Regions from separate parts of the Gossypium hirsutum genome. Here region 2 is linked to region 1. Evidence: chromatin contacts called from public Hi-C data. All regions are on one chromosome and are shown on one strand. Each heading gives the region's core, a stretch centred on a gene start, on an enhancer-like site or on the middle of the called end of the contact. The rest is flanking DNA. Distances are from core to core; before and after follow the strand shown.

The links. Hi-C and Micro-C count contacts between places; a contact is called where the count stands out from the background.
Region 2: a Hi-C map of hypocotyl shows a contact between it and region 1, with 2.3 times the contacts expected there. The contact joins the enhancer-like site here to the promoter of LOC107962306 in region 1. A contact is called at or near these places in 2 of 34 Hi-C or Micro-C datasets (hypocotyl and leaf).

Annotation. Positions count from the first base shown.
Region 1 is chrA06:56,176,996-56,181,803 of Gossypium_hirsutum_v2.1, reverse strand. It overlaps LOC107962306 (type IV inositol polyphosphate 5-phosphatase 3), which reads left to right and starts at 1,940. Exons shown (of 13, transcript XR_005928649.1): 1 at 1,940-2,067; 2 at 2,224-2,255; 3 at 2,381-2,540; 4 at 2,711-2,788; 5 at 3,737-3,809; 6 at 3,898-4,044; 7 at 4,289-4,808.
Region 2 is chrA06:56,341,752-56,346,559 of Gossypium_hirsutum_v2.1, reverse strand. No RefSeq gene overlaps it. Among protein-coding and RNA genes, the nearest start is that of LOC121231243, 36 kb to the left of the region's middle. Within about 2 kb of position 2,054, at least 1 of the 9 cell types and tissues checked has an H3K27ac peak or open chromatin away from gene starts, as enhancers often do. A contact at or near this core is called in hypocotyl, where this site is marked.

The DNA of each region.
Region 1 (4,808 bases), core at 691-3,190:
GGTTCTATCTCAATCTTGTAAAAAATAGAGATTGTAAAAGTTATACCTTGTCATTAAAATGTATAAATTCAAGTATAGTTAATTGAGAAATCATTGGTTGAGGTATTCCAAGGTAGTGGATATAGTCAATTGGGGTCGAGCCACTATAAATCGAATTGTCGAAACTTTTTCTCCCTTCCCTTATCATTTAAAAAAGTTTGTAAAGTTTTTAAAATACCAATTCAATTCCTCTTGATATTTTCAAACCTAACATAATGTATATCAAACTTACTTTAATATTAATCAACATCTACTTAATAATAAAATATTTATAATACACAAGTCATCTAAAGATATCACTTTTTTAAGACATTATTATTTTAATATATTTTATTATGATGATGATGATGTGAAGGCATAGTTATAACTTAATGTTCCCTTATAAGGAACCTTTTCATTTCTTTTGCTTAAGATTAGGTTCGAACCATATATATATCACTTAATTATTTTACATTTCAAATCAAACAAGACAAGAATTGACAAAACATCTATTAAAAGGTAAAAACATAAAGTTACATTATATACAATAGGAAAATAAAACTAATTGGGTCCATGCCATGAATTATTCAGTCTCTAAATTATGCAAAATTCAATGAACCTCCCAATCCATCATCACTTGACTGCCATGCACACTTAATAATATCCTATGCAATAAGATTATACGATAAAAATTAAATTAAAATATTATGTTGTATAAAACATAAAATGAATATACAAAAATTTAAGATTTTTATAATATAAAATTCATCTATAAAATTTTTTATAAAATAATATATTTTTAATGTAATTTTTAATTCAAAATAATTTGTATTTTCATTTAATGCATGAACCGATTATATATATATATTAAATTTATAATATTTTTTTATAAAATTAGTTTTTATTTAAAATTTTTAATAAATTGAAAATTTAATGTAATTAAAAAATATTTAATAAATTTAGAATAAGTTATATTAATAATATTTAATTTTAAAAATATTTAATATTAAAATAATACAAAAATTAGTCATGCTTTGAATATCAATATTAATATATTATAGTTTAAATAATATTATTAATAATTTCTTACAGATTATTTATTTTATATATTGTTAAATCAATTTTCTAAATTTTAAAATTGATAATATTCGATTTTTTTTATAATTTTGTAATTTATATTTTCTTCTACTGTAATTAATAAATGTAATTAGTTTTTATTATATCTGAAAAATAAAAAATTAATTTAATAAATGTTATTAATATGCGTATTTTTTAAAAATTATATTTTAAGCTTAACAATTTAAAATTATTAATTTTAATATGATAATATTAAAAGTTAATTCAATTAAGTAAAATAAGAAATAAGAATTGAAAGAGTAATAGATGTTTTAAATAGACAACATGATTATTTATTCCTCATATTACTATAGAGTAACTCTAGTTCTATCTTCTTCAAAATTTTAAAATTTATTTTTTTATTTTTAAGAATTTAGTTTCTTAAATTGTGTAATTTAAAAATTAAACTTCAATTGATAAGTACAAGTTTACCATTGAGGTTAAAAATACTTTTGTAAAGATAAAATGACAATTTTAGACTTGTAATTATAAATTGGAAGGTTTAACCAAGGATAAAAATAAATAATTTCATTAAAAAATACTTATTCAAAAGTTAAAAATTAAATAAATTAACTTTTTGACTTTGGATTAAAATCCTAAGTTTAGTTTGAAAGGTACTTATTTATAAAAAAAATTTAGTTTGGAATCAAGATTTAATTGAAAAATGTTTTCCAACCTCAATAATAAATAAAGTTTAAAATTCAAAAATTTAAAAAGTAGAGGATCGGAAGCATAATTAAATACAAGTTTCTCCAATTGACATTAGCTATTTAAAGAGTTAAAGAGCGTGTGAAATTGAGCTTGGTACACCGAAACAACTCAAGCTCACAGCTCCCCGAGTTCCAAAAATAAAAACAGATCAATTAATGGGGGATTAAGTCAATAATTGTAGTGATTATCATATCACCATCTGATTGTGCTATTGAATAATGGGTAGTCACTAAGTCTTTAATTAAGAGTCAAAAGACCCGAAATCCAGATTAAGTAATTAATTTAAGTAATACTATACTTTGGCTTCCATTGTTTTTCTCTCTTCTTTTTGCGCTCTCCATTTCTTTGCATTTTTTAAAATTTTTTTTGTGTATGCAGCTATGAAACAAGGCTCAAAGCCCCGGCCGGAGGTACTGCTTTTTTGTGTTTCTAAGCATTTTGCTTTCCCCTCTTTCCTTTTTCTTTTTGTTAGTTTTGGTTTTTTTTTTGTGCGTTTGAGATTTTAATTATAGTATAACTAAGAGAGAACTTGCAGAGAAGTTGGGTTGAAATCTGCTGTTTTGGTTGCTCCTGCCTACAGCTTTTTTGGCCTCGAGTTGTCATGCGTAAGTTGCTCAATATCAATCCCAGAGATTCCGATTACAGTGCCGACACCGATGATGGAGATGACATTGGTTCGGATTCTGAAACCGAAGGTGCTCTCACCAGTTTCCTTCTGACCCCATTTCTCATGTATTGGATTATTTTCCCAGTTTTCTGGGAATTTTGAGATTTTTTTGGTGGTTTTTATTTATTCTAGAGTTGTTTTTACGGGCTGATTTCTGGTTCTTTTGGAATTTGAGTCTAAATGTGTGGGGTTTTGCAGAATTTTTTGATTGTGGCAATGGCATTGGCTCAAGGTTTAGAGGGATTAGAGAGGAGGATCCTCAGCCTGATCTAAATGGTAATAATCTTAATCCCTTATCAAAGTTGACGTTGTTAAGTTGCTATATGCCTATGTCATTTGTGTGTGCAAGCTAGTTATCTTCTATTTCCTTGACACCTTGAGACTTGAGTAGCATCATTTTCCCTTTTAGCTGGAAAGTTTGGAAATTTAAGTTGTTGTAAAAGACTTCTAAATACATGAGGAACATCCAATCTAAAATTTTGGATTGTCAATCTTTCATTGGGGGGTCGGTGAAAGTCAAACTTAAGTTGTACAGTCAGGTGGTTCATGAAGCTACGGAATTGGAATGGTTGTGATATCGGGATTGATATTTCCTTTCAACATAAAATAGTTGATGATTTAGTAGAAAGCTTATCAATATATTTAGTCCCTTCAGCTGGTAGCTGGTTGTGCATCTCATGAAATATAGTTGATAAAGTTGGCTCAATTAATCAAATGACTTTTTAGACTTTCTATTTGTTATTTGCCTAGTGGATGGATTAATCAAATGACTGGCAAGGTAGTTTATTGATGGTTTTCTTTGATTTGATATAGCTCTATTCTTCTTTTCTTCGATTGCACAGTTCTAGCAATCTTAAAAGGAAACTGCGGGTCACATGGAAATGGAGTTATCCTGTAGCATCTAACTAACTGAATTTTAGAGAAGTTCAAATTTTTTTACCCCTCTTAATTCTATTATGTACAAGCAAATCACCTTCCAAAGGCGGTGAAACAAATTCATCAGTTACTTTTACTTACCAGTGAAATTTTCAGGAGGGCACCTTTTGTACCTCTAGTTAAGTTTACCTCAGATATCCCTGCAATCAGACACTTTTGACTTTGGCATTCTGAGTGTAACCTTTTGTGGTTTGTGTGAATATCCAATTCAGGGAGTGAGGTGAAGTGCTCTTTTGATTTCTTTTCTCTTTGAATAGTCACAATCTTTTCCCATCTTTTTGATCTCAGATTGTCTTCCAAGATTAAGGAGACGGAATTCAGAGACTTTTAGGGCACAATACATAAGCACAAAGGAATTAAGGTGCAGTGCTTCTCCCTTGTGGCATTGACACATAAATCTTAAACTAGTTGTACAATTTTGGTGACTCAAAGGAGTTTGCTTGTTATAGGTTTGTTGCTGAAACAATTTTTTCCCCCTTTTTAATTAATAGAATATGCGTCGGTACCTGGAATGTTGGTGGAACGGTTCCACCTGATGACCTAGATATTGATGATTGGATAGATATCGATGAACCTGCTGACATCTATGTGTTTGGGTAAGTATTTTCCTCATATGCATTTTGAACTTTCTTCAATTGAAGTTGATTTTCTATCCTTTCCAGACTCTAATCACAATCAATGTTTTACAGGAAAACTGTTTGAGATAACTTTCATGTTGTATTTTTCACTTGACCTTAAAACAATTCTATTTATACACGTCAATTCAGAATTTGGTGCTTTCTTTCTTTTAGCAGTTACTCCTGAACTTGTTTATCTTAATGATCATTTCTTTATGCTCAGTTTTCAGGAGATAGTACCCTTAAATGCTGGGAATATTTTTGGTGCTGAAGATAATCGTCCTGTTCCAAAGTGGGAAAACATCATTCGTGAAACCCTTGATAGAATTCAGCCTGCAAATACTAAAGTAAAATGCTATAGTGATCCCTCATCTCCAACGAAATTTAAGCCATTTGATGATGTTCCTAATTTAGAGGAGGAGATAATTCTTGAAAGTGAAAGTGATATTGGTGAAGAAATTTATCCATTGGATGAAGACCCAAATGGTTTTGATGAAGTTGATAATTCATCCGGAAAAAACAGTGTGCTCAGAAGTTATGGAGTTTCATACTTTAATGATGTTGTTGAACTTGATGCGCCTCTAGAACAGGGTTTACAGAGGCAAATTTCTTCATCTAAGAGTTTAAATGGATTGAATTGCTTGCAGATGGAGGACTTTTATGAAGATGCAGGGGACTCAATTAGGCTACAAAATAGAAAATTTACCAGAACGCTTAGTGGAATTGCAGAAAACAGAAAATTA
Region 2 (4,808 bases), core at 805-3,304, 160 kb before region 1:
GGTTATTGATAAATTAAGAAGGAAAGAAAATGACCTGTTCAAAACTATTATAATTAGAAACATAATTTTGTTTGTATAAGATTTGTTCTTTTTATTCATTTCACAAATAAAAATAAAACAATATCCGTTATCTATTTTTCTTCTAAAATATTATAGTAAAATATATACACAAATAAGTTTTTAATAATAAAAAAATAGGTTGCTTTATAACTAGACAAGAAGTGCAATTGGAACCGTTAGTTCAAAAACTAATATATTTTATGGATTTATTTTGTTTTTCTTGAATACTAGACTTTCTTTTATTTGGATGAAATTCTCATAAGGAATTATTTATAAATCTAATATTATAATAAAAAATTAGATTAAAACATACTCATAATGAAAAAAATTGTAACAAATATATTTATAAAAAGTTAATATAAAAATAAATAAAGTTTTTGTTGAAACAATGAAGTTAAAATATTAAAAATCATAGTATTTTATGTTTAAATTTTATCGTGTGTAATTTTTTTAGATTTTTACTTAAAATATAAAAGAAAAATTACTTTCTTAATAATATTTGTTATATTATAGGGTAAATTACACCAACTATCTCCAAATTTTATTTAAAATTATATTTCAGTCACCCAACTTTCAAAAGTTACGTAATCCAAGAAATCCTAGAAATTTTTCTATTTTTTTTGTAAGTCGTTTGTTTCTTCTCTTTTGTTTTGCCCAATGGTGATGCCAGCCTTTGGGTTGGCTACCGCCTGCCTTTTTCTCCCTCTCACCAATCCTCTCTTTCTTTCTTCTTCTCATTCACTCAATGTGTCTTCTTATTTTCTAGTTTGTAGATCTATTTTGTGGGCATCTTTATTATTTTTACAAGTTGTGATGGATAGATGATGGTGCCTGTATGTTGTCGTTGAAACTCCATCAACCACTAGCAGTTTCTCTTGGAAAGTGTGTGGCTCTTTGTCAGCTTCTTAATTTGTTTATGTTTTGAAAGTATTTCAAAATAATAAATGATTTCACGAGACTTGTTTTGTCATAACTCTTATAAGTTCTTTTTTGTTTATTTTTCATTGTTTAATTAATCTTTATTTTTAGAAGTTTTTGTCTACTCTTGTAGCACATTTTTAGTCTTGCTTATGAATATAGTCTCACTTTTGCAAGCAATTTTAGGGATGATTTTGTTGTCATCCTCTTTAGTTTGGTGGATGCTCGATTCTTTTACCAAATTTTGCTTGCCTCTTTGGATCATCTGGAGTTGATTTCCATATCGTATTAAGCACTTGCATTACTTCAGATATGTCGTGTTTGAGTTGAGATAAAGTCAATTGTCAACATGTCACAATGTTCTATTAATGCCGAAGCATTTATTATATTGATGGAGCTTGTCCTCTTCCACATAAGATGGATATTTGTTGTTTATTTTTCTTCAAGTTGTATAATCCTATTCATGAAATAAATTAATAATTTTTTCTTTAAAAACAATAATACTATAAATAAATATGTTATTTGACTTAGAGGAAACAATTAGACAACATCAACGCGCTTTTATTTTGTATTTATGGAGTGACATGGTGGCATAATCTATACTATGATTGAAACATCTGTTAGATGTTGTAACTGAGTCTGTTGTGTTCGACTTATCATTGAGTTTTAAAATCCAAATAACTATAATTACAAAACATAAATAAATTGATAATTGAAGTATTCCAAAACTTAGATAAGAATGAGGGACTAAAAACGTAAACATAATTTGCATAAGAATGAAACTTTAGAATCTCAAAGATCTCCCAACCTCAATATTAATACCTTATTAACATCATTATATTTTCAAATATATTAGTTAAAAAGCTATCCATGATTTGAATTACCCATTAAAAGAAATACCACAACTTTTTGAAATAATAGTTTCAAAAGAAAATAATATCTGGAAAAGAACAAATCAGGAAAGCCTGGCCTGAGCATCCCACCTGAAGGAAAAGGGAAGGAGTATGAGTGGTCAGGATTTAAATGATGGGTTTAAGTGACGACAAAAATGCATGGCTAAAAGATTGTGGGCAGCCATGAGCAAATGATGTATGGCCGACCGTTCCAATGGAGACCAGACTCAGCAATTGAAAACTGGTCTCCCATTTCGAGACCATTCGCTGGCCCCTCAGATGCATTGTGTAATTCTATTTCACCGACTCACTATCATCCATCCCTATCAAAGTGGAATTCAATTTATTGGATATGTTAAATTTAATTATAAAATATTTTTCAATAATAGAATTGAGTTATTGATCCAAATATCGACTATGATTTAAACATGTCAAATTTTAACTTAACTTTGCACCGACTTGATGATGAAGCAATTAGCTTTGTAAATACATGTGGAACATGAGTTTAGTAAAACATCCGGGAATTAGTATTTAAACACTAAGAAGCAGAGAAACTTGGTTTCTTTTGAGGCTTATGTTTGTCAACTGATAACAACATTAGTAATGAAGACTCGGGTAAGCAATTCTAATGTTGCTATGTGCTCAGTCACAAAAGATTACAGTCCGTTGATGTAGTTTAAATACAGTTCTTGATGTATCAACGGAATTTAAGTTAGATCAATCAAAATTATGAAATAGTTCTTATATCTATTTCTCAGGTTCCTTCAAAAGTTCTCTTAATTCTTGATTTTATTATCACTTGTTTACTCTTCCTAATTCCAACATGGTATTAGAGTTTTGATTACTTCGCTTTATACAATCCTCATCTCCCATTAATTTTCTACTTCCGTTTGGTTGAGGATCAGTAGATTTGCTATTGTTTCTGTGCGAGGTTGATAATGACATCTTTAAACTCATTGAGCACTAGTGAGTCACCTAAGCATTCATTCACTCTAAAATCTAGTCTAATTATCTCAAAAATCGGTTTAGAAAATAATGTTTTTAATCATAGTGTAAATTTAAATTTTGAATTGTGATATTTATAATAATAAACTTTTAACTGAAATAATACTTGTACTTTGTACGAGATAGTCTAAGTCGTTTCCCGGCTTTCAACTAATCGATTTTCTCCACTATCCTCAAACCCCAAATTGCTGCACAAAATGGAAACTTTTATTATTTTTAGTGAAAAAATTAATTTTCTTTATTTAACTGAAAACTACGAGCTTTTTACAGAAAATAGAATGTATTCTAAAATTAAATTACAACTATTTTCTGACAGAATAATGATGCTCAATAATGTATGTGTTTAAAGAGGTTAGCTCATAGTTCCTATTTATAGAGAAATGGTACAAGAATTCTACTTGAACAAGAGTTAATTAAATAACAATATTTTAATAGAAAATACAATATTGTACTTGGTATAGAATACATGAAGCAACAACACACCCTATGGAATACTAGGGTTTGTCACTACTCTCATATAACAAGACTTATTTAGGCATTTTGTGTATTGTGTACTATTATATGTTATCTGGACTTATATTCAACACTTATAATTTATTCAATCCAATAACTATTTTCTATTTTGCAAAAATATTAATGAATTAATTTAATTTACTAGTTAAATTAAAATAATTTCTCAAATAAATTATTTTCTCATTTCAATTCTAATTTCATTAAAGTCATGACATCTTTACCATATTAGAATCCATGAAGAAATTAATTTAATTGCCTTCTTCAATAAATCTATGATGACTAATAAATTTAATTTTCCCTTCGAACTTTAATTATTTAATTACAATCAATTAAATAATAATTTGAAGAAATTAAATTAATTTCTAAGTCATCTTTTGTACTTAGCGAGAAAACGTATCACAACTGATAGTGATTCATGCATTCTATTTGTCTTAGTTATTTGTTTTCATTCATTCCATAATTTATAGGTTTTACATAAAATTTATTTTTGGTGATCTTGAACTAATGGAGGGACTGATTGGACATATATAATTCGAGCTCAAATAATTTTTAATTAAGTTTTGGCTCTTCGCTTATTATTTATAATTTATTTTGATCATAGAGTCATTCCAATATAGTATCATGACTTAACTCTCCCTTACTATATATCATCACATAAGCTAATTTATTAAGTGCTCATCCAATGCCCTTGCCATAAGTGTGTTACCCTCATAGAATATACTAAATCTGTTTGGGATAAAATTCGTTCTCCCAATATGATCCTATTTTATCTCATAGTTTAGATTACATCTTTCAATATTTAAAAGTCATTACTAACACATAGTACTTAAATCATTTGTCTTATGACAAATTACTTGTGACCACTTTCCTATTTCATCAATCATGTAATGCTAATAAGAGGATATCTGTAAAACTAAACATTGATAATGATAATATAAAACGATCACAAAGTAATATGTTAACTCGATACAACAAACTGAAATCTTCAAGAGGGGGAGGATTGGCCTTTTAAAAAAAATAGTGGAAGTAAAGAGAGAAAATAAAAATTATTGACACAAAGATTTAGAGTGGTTCGGCCCCAATTGCCTACTCCACTACCTTAGCTTTCCACCACTAAGGATTTTCTCAAATTCACTAATTTGTTCAACCTTTGAGAACAAGGTTTAACCTTACAACTCCTTAAGATTTCTACTCCAAATCTTAAGTTACAAACTCTCTCAAAGAGATACAAATAAGCAAACAAAGAAACAATACTTACAAGATTAATTATTTGCAAATGAAGCTCAAATACAATAAAATACATTTGAGCAAATGAATAGAAATAAAGCTCATAAGTGTATGTAAGAAGAATATGAAACTATTAAGCTCTAAGGTTGTTTGATTGATGATTTTTGCTTGAAAGTATTTTCTTGTTGTTGT